Linked DNA regions of Oryctolagus cuniculus: region 2 is linked to region 1. Evidence: chromatin contacts called from public Micro-C data. All regions are on one chromosome and are shown on one strand. The core of a region is the stretch at or near the end of the contact, and the rest is flanking DNA. Distances in the headings are between cores, read along the strand shown. Region 1 holds the start of TIPARP (TCDD inducible poly(ADP-ribose) polymerase). Region 2 holds the start of SSR3 (signal sequence receptor subunit 3).

The links. A called contact is a pair of places that touch in the nucleus more often than the background predicts.
Region 2: a contact with region 1 is called in a Micro-C map of ear pinna, with 5 times the contacts expected there. The contact joins the promoter of SSR3 here to the promoter of TIPARP in region 1. A contact is called at or near these places in 5 of 6 Hi-C or Micro-C datasets (ear pinna, embryonic fibroblasts, psoas muscle and 2 more).

Annotation. Positions count from the first base shown.
Region 1 is chr4:124,200,127-124,204,530 of mOryCun1.1, forward strand. TIPARP (TCDD inducible poly(ADP-ribose) polymerase) reads right to left here and starts at 2,422. Exons shown (of 6, transcript XM_002716323.5): 1 at 2,194-2,422.
Region 2 is chr4:124,339,039-124,343,442 of mOryCun1.1, forward strand. SSR3 (signal sequence receptor subunit 3) reads left to right here and starts at 2,099. Exons shown (of 5, transcript XM_002716322.5): 1 at 2,099-2,335; 2 at 3,458-3,584. The coding sequence starts at 2,203.

The DNA of each region.
Region 1 (4,404 bases), core at 1,172-3,671:
GTGAGGCTATACATAGGAAACAGGGGCTCTCAACTGAAATGTTATATGAGAGAAAGCCAGGAGTCTGTTAATTATTTCTATATTGAGAAAGTTCCAGTATATTCCAACAATGTTACGGGCTACACCTGCAATCCCCAAAAAACATTACCACTACTGAAGGACTATCATTCTTATCATCAGCAACAACCTGAACACTGTCAAAAGGCAAATACAACTAAATAAAGGGCCCTCCTAGTCTCTGTCTTCATAAAAGTTATGCAGGTACATGCTTTAAAGAAAGCACATGAAAGTAGATTCTAGAAAAATGAAACTAAAGTATAAGATACTCATACACACAAATACTAAAAAAGTTCTTCCAAGAATCAAAAAACCTTGAAAAAAACCCTAAAATTAGAAAATATTTACTGAGATTGTACCAAGTAACAAAGGATGGTGACTGGCAATTAATCCTCTTTTGTCCAACAGAGTGAAAGAGTTATTTGATGCAAGAACCCATGATTTAATCAAGCATTCACCCTAGGTGCCTGATACAGTGCTCAGCACAATGCAGACATTGCGTATTCCATAATATCCATAATTTGTTGGCTTACTGAAGAAAAGGCATTAAATGCTTAGTTCTTTGCTGTTTATGGGTTAACAAAAAATAAAATCAAATCCCCAGGAAAACGAGCATTAAAGATCTAACTGGAGACGTTCATAAAGCTATGTGTAAAAAGAGCGTAATAATATTCAGAAAAATAAAACAGTATATAACAAACTATCAGTACACATGGTAAGCACAAAAGGAAAAGGCAGAAATAGGAGAGAGCGGTGTGAGCTGGCATTATTAGGGAAAGCTTCACGAAGGAGGGATCTGACATGAGACATAAATCAACTGGAAAGCAGCCAAGCCAGGCGTTATTATTCATCATTCGGTGCTCTTGCCTCAAGGCACAATTGGCACAGATTGTGGTATTCCCTCTCCACCACACCAAACCGGCCTGTGCCTTCCCCCACGCACACCACAAACTAAACCACTCCTATCACACCCAATCAAGGCAGAGCAGCCACTAAAGCAATTTTACTTAGACGTGCACGCGCGCGCGCGCACACGCGCACACACACACACACACACACACACACACACACACGCCCGCACACACACACCAACTTTTCCTGTTCTTGCCCCTTGTCAAACTCGGAAACAAAACTGGGGAGAAGAAGAGAGAACTCGAGTAGTTCCTCAATTAGTTTGCATAACAGAAAAATAAAGATTGGAAGGGCACTTCCTCCAGGGCCCCGCTGCAGGCGACACACCGCGCCACCTCTCACCTCGTGACGCCCATCACACCTTCCATGGAAACCGCCCGCCGCCGCGCGACTCCCGGGCGCCAGCTCGGGTCCGAGCGACGCCTCCTGCCGGCCGCGGCGGTTGGCGCAGCTCGGGGCCCCGAGGCGCCGCCGCTCCGCGCCACGGTGCAGAGGCGCCGCCGGGTCCCGCAATCCCTGGGGTCCCGCGGAGCGTTCCCGCCCCGACAGACGCCCGGGCGCCCCCCACCCCTCAACCAACTTCGAGCCCCGGCGTCCCCGCATCCCCCTCTCCCGGCGCCTTCCACACTGAATTCCGGCTGCACCTCCCGAGGAGCGTCCTGCGACTCCCGGGGGGCTCGCCCAACTCAGCCGCCAAGCGGCCAAGCGAGCGCGGCGGCCGGCTCGCGGGCGGCGAAGCCGAAAAAGTTCACGCGAAAGCCGCCTGCAAACTTCTGGGCTGCAGCCCGGAGCGCGGGGTGCCCGGAAGGCTCCCGCAGCCGCCGCGCCCTCCCCCGGGGCTGCGAAGGGTTCCTCCGCGCCTCAGAGTGCCAGGGTCTGCCCGCAAAGACGCGCCCCAGCCCGCCCGCCCGCCCGCCCTGACGGGCAGGGGCAGACTCTGGCGACCCCGACTAAATCTTCAGCGTCTAAAATCTCCAGCGTCCCATTAGTACACCTGCCAAAGGCTCTGGGTGTGTAAGACGACTTAGAAGTGTAAACGAATCCCACCCTGATACTGACGGGATCGGATCCGAGGGAATTCGGTACAAAGACAGTCTAAAAACCAATTAGCCCGATCTGCCAGAGCCCGGCACTCTCCCGGCGGGGGACCGGGGCCGCGAGGCCAGCGCCCGCCATCCCGACTAGGGTCCCTCGTCCCCTCAGAGCCCACCCGGCGCCCCTTACCTGAACGGGCAGGCTGAGAAAACGGACGTCCAGAGCAGCGTCCGCGCCAGGGGTCGGCACGGAGACGGGTGCCGGCGTCTAGGGGTCGCAGGCTGGCGAAGCGGCGAGCCGCGCACGGGCCATTCCGCCGCCGCGAGCGCAGAAAGGCTGGACCGCGCTCCCGTTCCAGATCGCTCGCCTGTCACCTCGAGCTCTGCTTTAAGTGGCTTCCGGTCGCCTCCTCCCGGCGGCCCCGTCGCGGAGGCGGAGCCTGGGCGGCGGGGGGTGGGGTGGGGTGAGGGGGCCGGGCGCTCAGTGGGTGCCAGGAAGAGGAGGCCCGCCCCCCGCGCGCGCGTGCGCGCTCGCTCGCTCGCTCGCGGGGTGGCGCGGGGGTGTGCGTGCTGCGGCCCTGTGCTCCCGCGAGGGGGCGTGTCCCTTCGCGGGCCGGCGGGGTCCTGCAGGGTCCGCGTCTACGCGCGCCGAGGAGCGCGGGCTGGGAGGGCAGGAGGCGCGCGCTACGTGGGGCGGGCTCCACCTGCCTGCGGACAGATGGAGGGTCACTTTGTTCCAAGTAGACCTGGGCACCCGATGTGAGGGAGGATGTGAAACGGAACGACCCGTTTCGGTGCGGTTGGCTTTGTTTATTTGCCTCCACACGAGACGCTCCCAGCCACGGACGCCGCCCGACCCAGAAAGGAGGCAAACGGCTGCCACCGCGGCTGCCGCCAGACGGGGTCGCCTGCCCCGCGCCGGTTGGGCGGGACGGGCTGCGCAGTATAGCTTAGGGCGTTTGACCGTGGAAGCGCGTTTACGTGTGTTTTCAGGCCCACACACACCATACGGACTTAGTTACTCATTTAACGAACATGTTCCGTCAGAGCGCCAGTTACGGGCCGGGCAAGGCCCCGAAGCGCCCGGGCCCCGTGCCTGGCCTCAGGGCGCTAGCGGAGCACCCAGGGGTCACCGAACTGTACACCGAGTGTGAAATAGCCATTTTTTCTGGATTGTAAAATTCTTTGAAGTGTAACTCCGCGTATTGTATACATTTTCGGTGGTGAGGAAAGAAACACTACATTAAGTTAATATAATTCCTATATATAAATATATATTTAAAATGGGGAGGGATGAGCGCGGGTCAGGGTATCCTGGTAATCCCAGACAGGGATTAATAGGAAAAATCGGGACTTTAGAGGGAACGATGATAGGAACACGGTTCCAAGCCTTTAGTACCCTGTTCTAAATCAGCCTAGGTAGGAACACCAGCGAGGAGTAAAGGGTGGTACCTCCCAGCAGGTTTATTTCAAGTCCATCAAGATAAAACTAAGGTGGAGTTGATGGGGTAGAATTCAGAGGCCGATTGGTTAAAAAACAAGCATCCTTAGCTTTCAAAACTGTATCGAGAAAAGATCTTGATCTGTGACTACTCATACATAGAATTCCCTAGAAGCAAATATTTAAGTTTACCATCTTACTGTTTGCTTTCAATTTGTCTCCGCTGTTTTGTTCCTTTACTTTTCTTTCCTGCCTTCCTTTGGAATTTTTAATTCCATTCTCTTCTAACAAATAGATTGTTACATGTTCTTTATTGTTTTGGTAGTGGTTCAGTTATTTGTTGCTGTGTCCAAACCAAAAACGGAACAACTTAAACCAATAATCCTTATATTTGCTCATGATTCTGAATTGTCTGGCTCAGGAATTCAGTCAGGGCATACTACAAGTGGTTGATCCCTGCTCCACCATGTCTGGGGTGTTGATTAGGGTGTCTCAGATGGCCAGGCTAGGATGGCTCAACAAGGCCATATGTCTTGGGACATGTGGATAGAGATGGAGTCTCATAACAGAGAAGAAGATGAGCGTGGTGTGGAAAATATGAAGATGGAAGCTAAGGATGTTGGAGCACAAAGATGGAAGGTTGTTGGGTTCATTCCTTGTTTTTCTCTACATTGCTTTTCCATGTGGCTGATTTAAGATTTCTTCACACAATGGTAATCCTAAGGTTGCAAGAAGGGATATAAGACAAACTCAATATGCAAACCTTTTCTTGTATCAGTCTTACTCATGTGTCCTTGGCCAGAGCAAGTCATATGACCAAGCTCAGCATCAGTGTGGGATGGAACTTACACAAGACTGTAGACATTGGGGGAAAATGGCTCATGAGGACCACTGAGATTCAAGGCAGATCACCAGAACTCCAATCAGGAATTAATAATTAAAAGTTACTTCCAGATGTAG
Region 2 (4,404 bases), core at 849-3,348, 140 kb after region 1:
ATATGGGATGCCGGCGCCTCAGGCAGAGGATTAACCAAGTGAGCCACGGTGCCGACCCCCAAAGTGTATAAGTTTTATCAGCTAGCTTCTTTTGACCACTTCAATTTTAACATTTTTATCTACTCAACATTTCAAGCTTCTTTCCTATTGTAGCCATGAAATTTTCTTCTCACATTTTTTTAATCTCATCATTATTATGTCTTATTCTCTTCCTTTCCTTTGAAATATACTGATGATTTTTGCCCTTTTTGTAGTTTTCTGATTTTTACCCTTTGTCTTCTTTTTATATTCTTGATTCATAAGTAGCCAGAAGGAAACAGATCCAGAAAGTTCTATTTATGAGTTGGTCATAGATGGAGAAGGGAAAAAAAAATGGTATTGCAATCTATCCTTTTTGAACTACAGCAAATGGGAAAAAAAAAAAAAAAAAGGATGGAACTTACTAAGGTAGGAAACCCTGGAAGAGGAGTGTGTTGTAAGAGAAAGAAGAGTTTTTTTTCCTATTATCATTATGTAGTAAAATAGCATTTTAACAAAATAAAAGACATAAACCCAGATATCTTAAAATAAATATATTTTCTGACATATTCACTAGATGATCTACTTTTACTTTTAACGTTTGCCATTCATTGGTGAAAACTTCTGGACTTTGGGAATACAAAGTTACTTGAGAAGTTCGTGGGAAGATGAATTAAAAAATAATGTGTACTCTCTGTGAACTTTTTGAAGACTTTTCCTAAGCGTGGTAGAATAAGGAAAGGATTTATACTTCAGGAAAACTCACTTTGGTACTTTGCAGAGAATCAGCTGAAAAAGATTGAAGATGGAAAGCTCAATTAGGAGGAAGGCCATGGAGATCGATTACGATTTGGAAAAGGTGAGGAGAAAGTTATCTACAAACCTGCTGATCGGGGCAGCTGGAGATTGAGCAAGTTTTGCCTGACTTGCCAGGATGTTTGGGTGTTATCAGTGAAGCAAAGAACCATTGGCAGAGATTGATGTGGCTGAGTATTCTTTTCTGAATAAAAGGTGATCATCCGAGGAGTTAAAAATGGCAGTGGCAGTATTAACAGGCATGCCACCACGTTGTCTTTACTTAGTGTTATTTTCTATTTAGCTTGGCAACCCTAAAGGGTTAGTTAAAAGGTCAGTAACAGGGGCCAACACTGTGGCAGAGCGGTTGAAGCCACTGCCTGCATTGCCAGCATCCCATAGGGGAGCCGGCTTAGTCCTGGCTGCTCCACCTCTGATCCAGCTCTCTGCTGTGGCCTGGGAAAGCAGTGTTCCCTGGCCTGGATAATAAGTGTTCCCATGTGGGAACACCCAGAAGAAGCTTCTGGCTCCTGACTTCGGATCTGCGCAGCTCTAGACGTTGCGGCCAACTGGGGAGTGAACCAGCGGATGGAAGACACCTCTCTCTGCCTCTCTTTTTCTCTCTGTGTAGCTTTGACTTTTCAAATGAATAAATTAATCTTTAAAAAATCAGTAATAAAATACTAGGAATTTGTAAGTGTATTCGAATGGGCTGTTTTCTTTTTCCCTCAGAAGTAGCCCGTTATTTCGATGCAAATAACGCCACACTTCGGAGACCAGCCCTGCCAGTCACCCACCCGTAAGCTCTCCATCTGCGATGGGGTGAACGATATGCAGCCAAGATTCATGAAGGTAGTTAACGCAATAGCGGAGGTGTAAAGGAGGAGAAATCCTACACGTGCTACCTATCCCTTTTTCCTCCTCCAATGCCCCCAGTGCTGGGCGCACACAGAGTACATTAAACATATGCACGCTGAATGAATGAATGAGTACTACCCGGTCAGAAGAGCTTTTATTTGGGATTTCTGAACCTTCGGATCGTGTGAGTCTGTCAATAGCCGTGATGTGGCATGCCAATAAAGTTTTGTCATTTTTTAAAAAGCACACATTAAACTACAAATCCCTTCCTTCTCTTCGGCTAGACGCGTCCCGTGGCTGGTCAGGCCTACGGAAGTCTGGCCCGCTCGCCCAATCACGCAGGAAAGCCTACGGAGTGACAGCAGGCCGACCAATCCTGGGGAGACTGTCCCCGCGCCGCGCAGGGTCCCGCCTCCACGCGCGGCGCTGACGGGTCGCTAGCGGATACGGCGGCCGCGGGGGCGGGGCCAGAGGCCTCGGCCCGGTTTCCCGTCCCGCTCGGCCTTCCCAGGTCTCGGCTCCTGCTCCGCCATGGCTCCCAAAGGCGGCTCCAAGCAACAGTCCGAGGAGGACCTGCTCCTGCAGGATTTCAGCCGCAACCTGTCGGCCAAGTCCTCCGCGCTGTTCTTCGGGAACGCGTTCATCGTGTCCGCCATCCCCATCTGTGAGTGCTTGGAGCGAGGCGGGCCGGGGAGGCCGCGGCGGGTCGGGCTGGGCGGGAACGTGGCAGGGCGCGGCGGACCCGTGAGGCCCGAGCTCTTCCTGGCTCCGTGCGGCTCTGGGCCTCGGAGTTCTCGTAAGAGGCTGTGGTTGTGCTGCAACACAGGGAAGTCGCTCGCGGCGCTTTGGAGAAGCGCGCCCGTTGCGGGACCCACCCCTGGAGGTTGTGATTCACGCGTCCCGGGATGGCAGATCCGAGTCTGCGTTTAAACAGACGCCCGCCGGGGGTTTACGGTGCCGTCACTCAAGCGTATCGCCTGCTGCCCTTTGGCACACTGCGGGCGCTGCCTATTTTGGGGAGGCTCACGGAGTGGGCCAGACACCCATCGCGTAACCCTGGCAAGTCACTTCGAGGTGTGTCCTTTCGAGCACCGCTCCACACCGCCGAGCATCGTTTTCCTGATTCGCAAAATAAGACAGGTTGGCCTTGGTCAGACCTTTTGGTAATCCTGTGAGAGCAATTAGAGAGTTCTCACTTGGATGAGTAGCGGTTTGCAGCCTCGGCCTGGGTCATTTTTAGAGCTCAGAGTTCCCGAGTTTCCATTTCCCATCTCGCACTCGTGCCCTGTTTTTGGGCAATCGAATGCAAATGTATCTTCTTCTTCGGCCTTCTAAAACTGAGCGTGCCATGACGGTAGCCTGGAGCCCCGTGGCTTCCTGGCGCAACCAAGCATTGCCCTGATTTCAGATAACAGCCACGTCAGCAAGTGAATGGATGGTTTGAGACCGCACGTGGCTTTTTGGAATGTCCTGAATTTAGACAAATAAATGCCCCTTCGAATGCAATTGGCGGTCTTATGATTTTTGTTGAGCCAGAGTTTGTTCTGATTTTCAAAGAAGCTGAAATTTTATCTGGACGAGGAATAGGAAGTTTATGTTTTTCAAGCGATTGGAATTGGGAAAGCTGGAGTTTGTTGCTGGATGTCTCACTTCTGAAGATCCTCAGATACTGTAGGATTCCCTAAGTCTGACTGCGTTTTTCCAGGCTTAGCATAACGTAATTCAGGAGGCTTTCATAATGGGAGTAATGTTTCTTTTTGTTACCCCCCCTCTTATCTTAATTCAGGGTTATATTGGCGAATATGGCATATGGATCTTATTCAGTCTGCTGTTCTGTATAGTGTGATGACCCTAATAAGCACTTATTTGGTAGCCTTTGCATACAAGAATGTGAAGTTTGTTCTCAAGCACAAGTAAGTATATTTTTTCCAGAGACAGTATTTATTACATACTGCATTTTATGTAGTAGGATGTCTTACAGATCATTTGTGTATGCATTGATTTCAGTAAGTATTCATTTTAGGTGTATGATTTTTTTTTAATTCAAGATTTATTTATTTTATTTGAAAGGCAGAATTACAGAGAGGCAGAGAGAGAAAGAGAGGTCTTCCATCCACTGGTTCACTCAGATGGCCGCACTGTCCAGAGCTGTGCCAATCTGAAGGCAAGAGCCAGGCGCTTCTTCTGGTCTCCTACATGGGTGCAGGTGTCCAAGGACTTGGGGCATCTTTTTTACTGCTTTCCCAGGCCATAGCAGAGAGCTGGATCGGAAGTGGAGCAGCTGGGACTCCAGTTGGCACCCATATGGGACGCTGGCACTACAGGCGGTGGCTTTACCTGCCATGTCACAGAGCCGACCCCGAGGTGCGTGTTTTGTAAGGAAGAGTTAGTGAAGTGAAGCAGAGACAATGATCAGACTTGACGCTGCTATGGGTGTAGGCATTGAGGTAGAATTATAATGTTAAAGCACTAGCTTTCATCATAGGGTTCATGAGGAAAACACACTGATGGAGTAAATGAACATTGCAGAAGCCAAATGGATTCTTCCTGGAAAGACTTGTTCCGAACTCTCCATTTACTATTTTTGGAAGTGAAATTTTTTTTGATTAAATTGCAGTTTCAGTGCTAATTACATTTTTCTTATAAGTATATAAAATGTAATGGATTACCATTTTGCAGGCATTTGGGTAGTGAACCAGTGGAGGAGTGCTTTGTCTTATCTTCCTATCACGT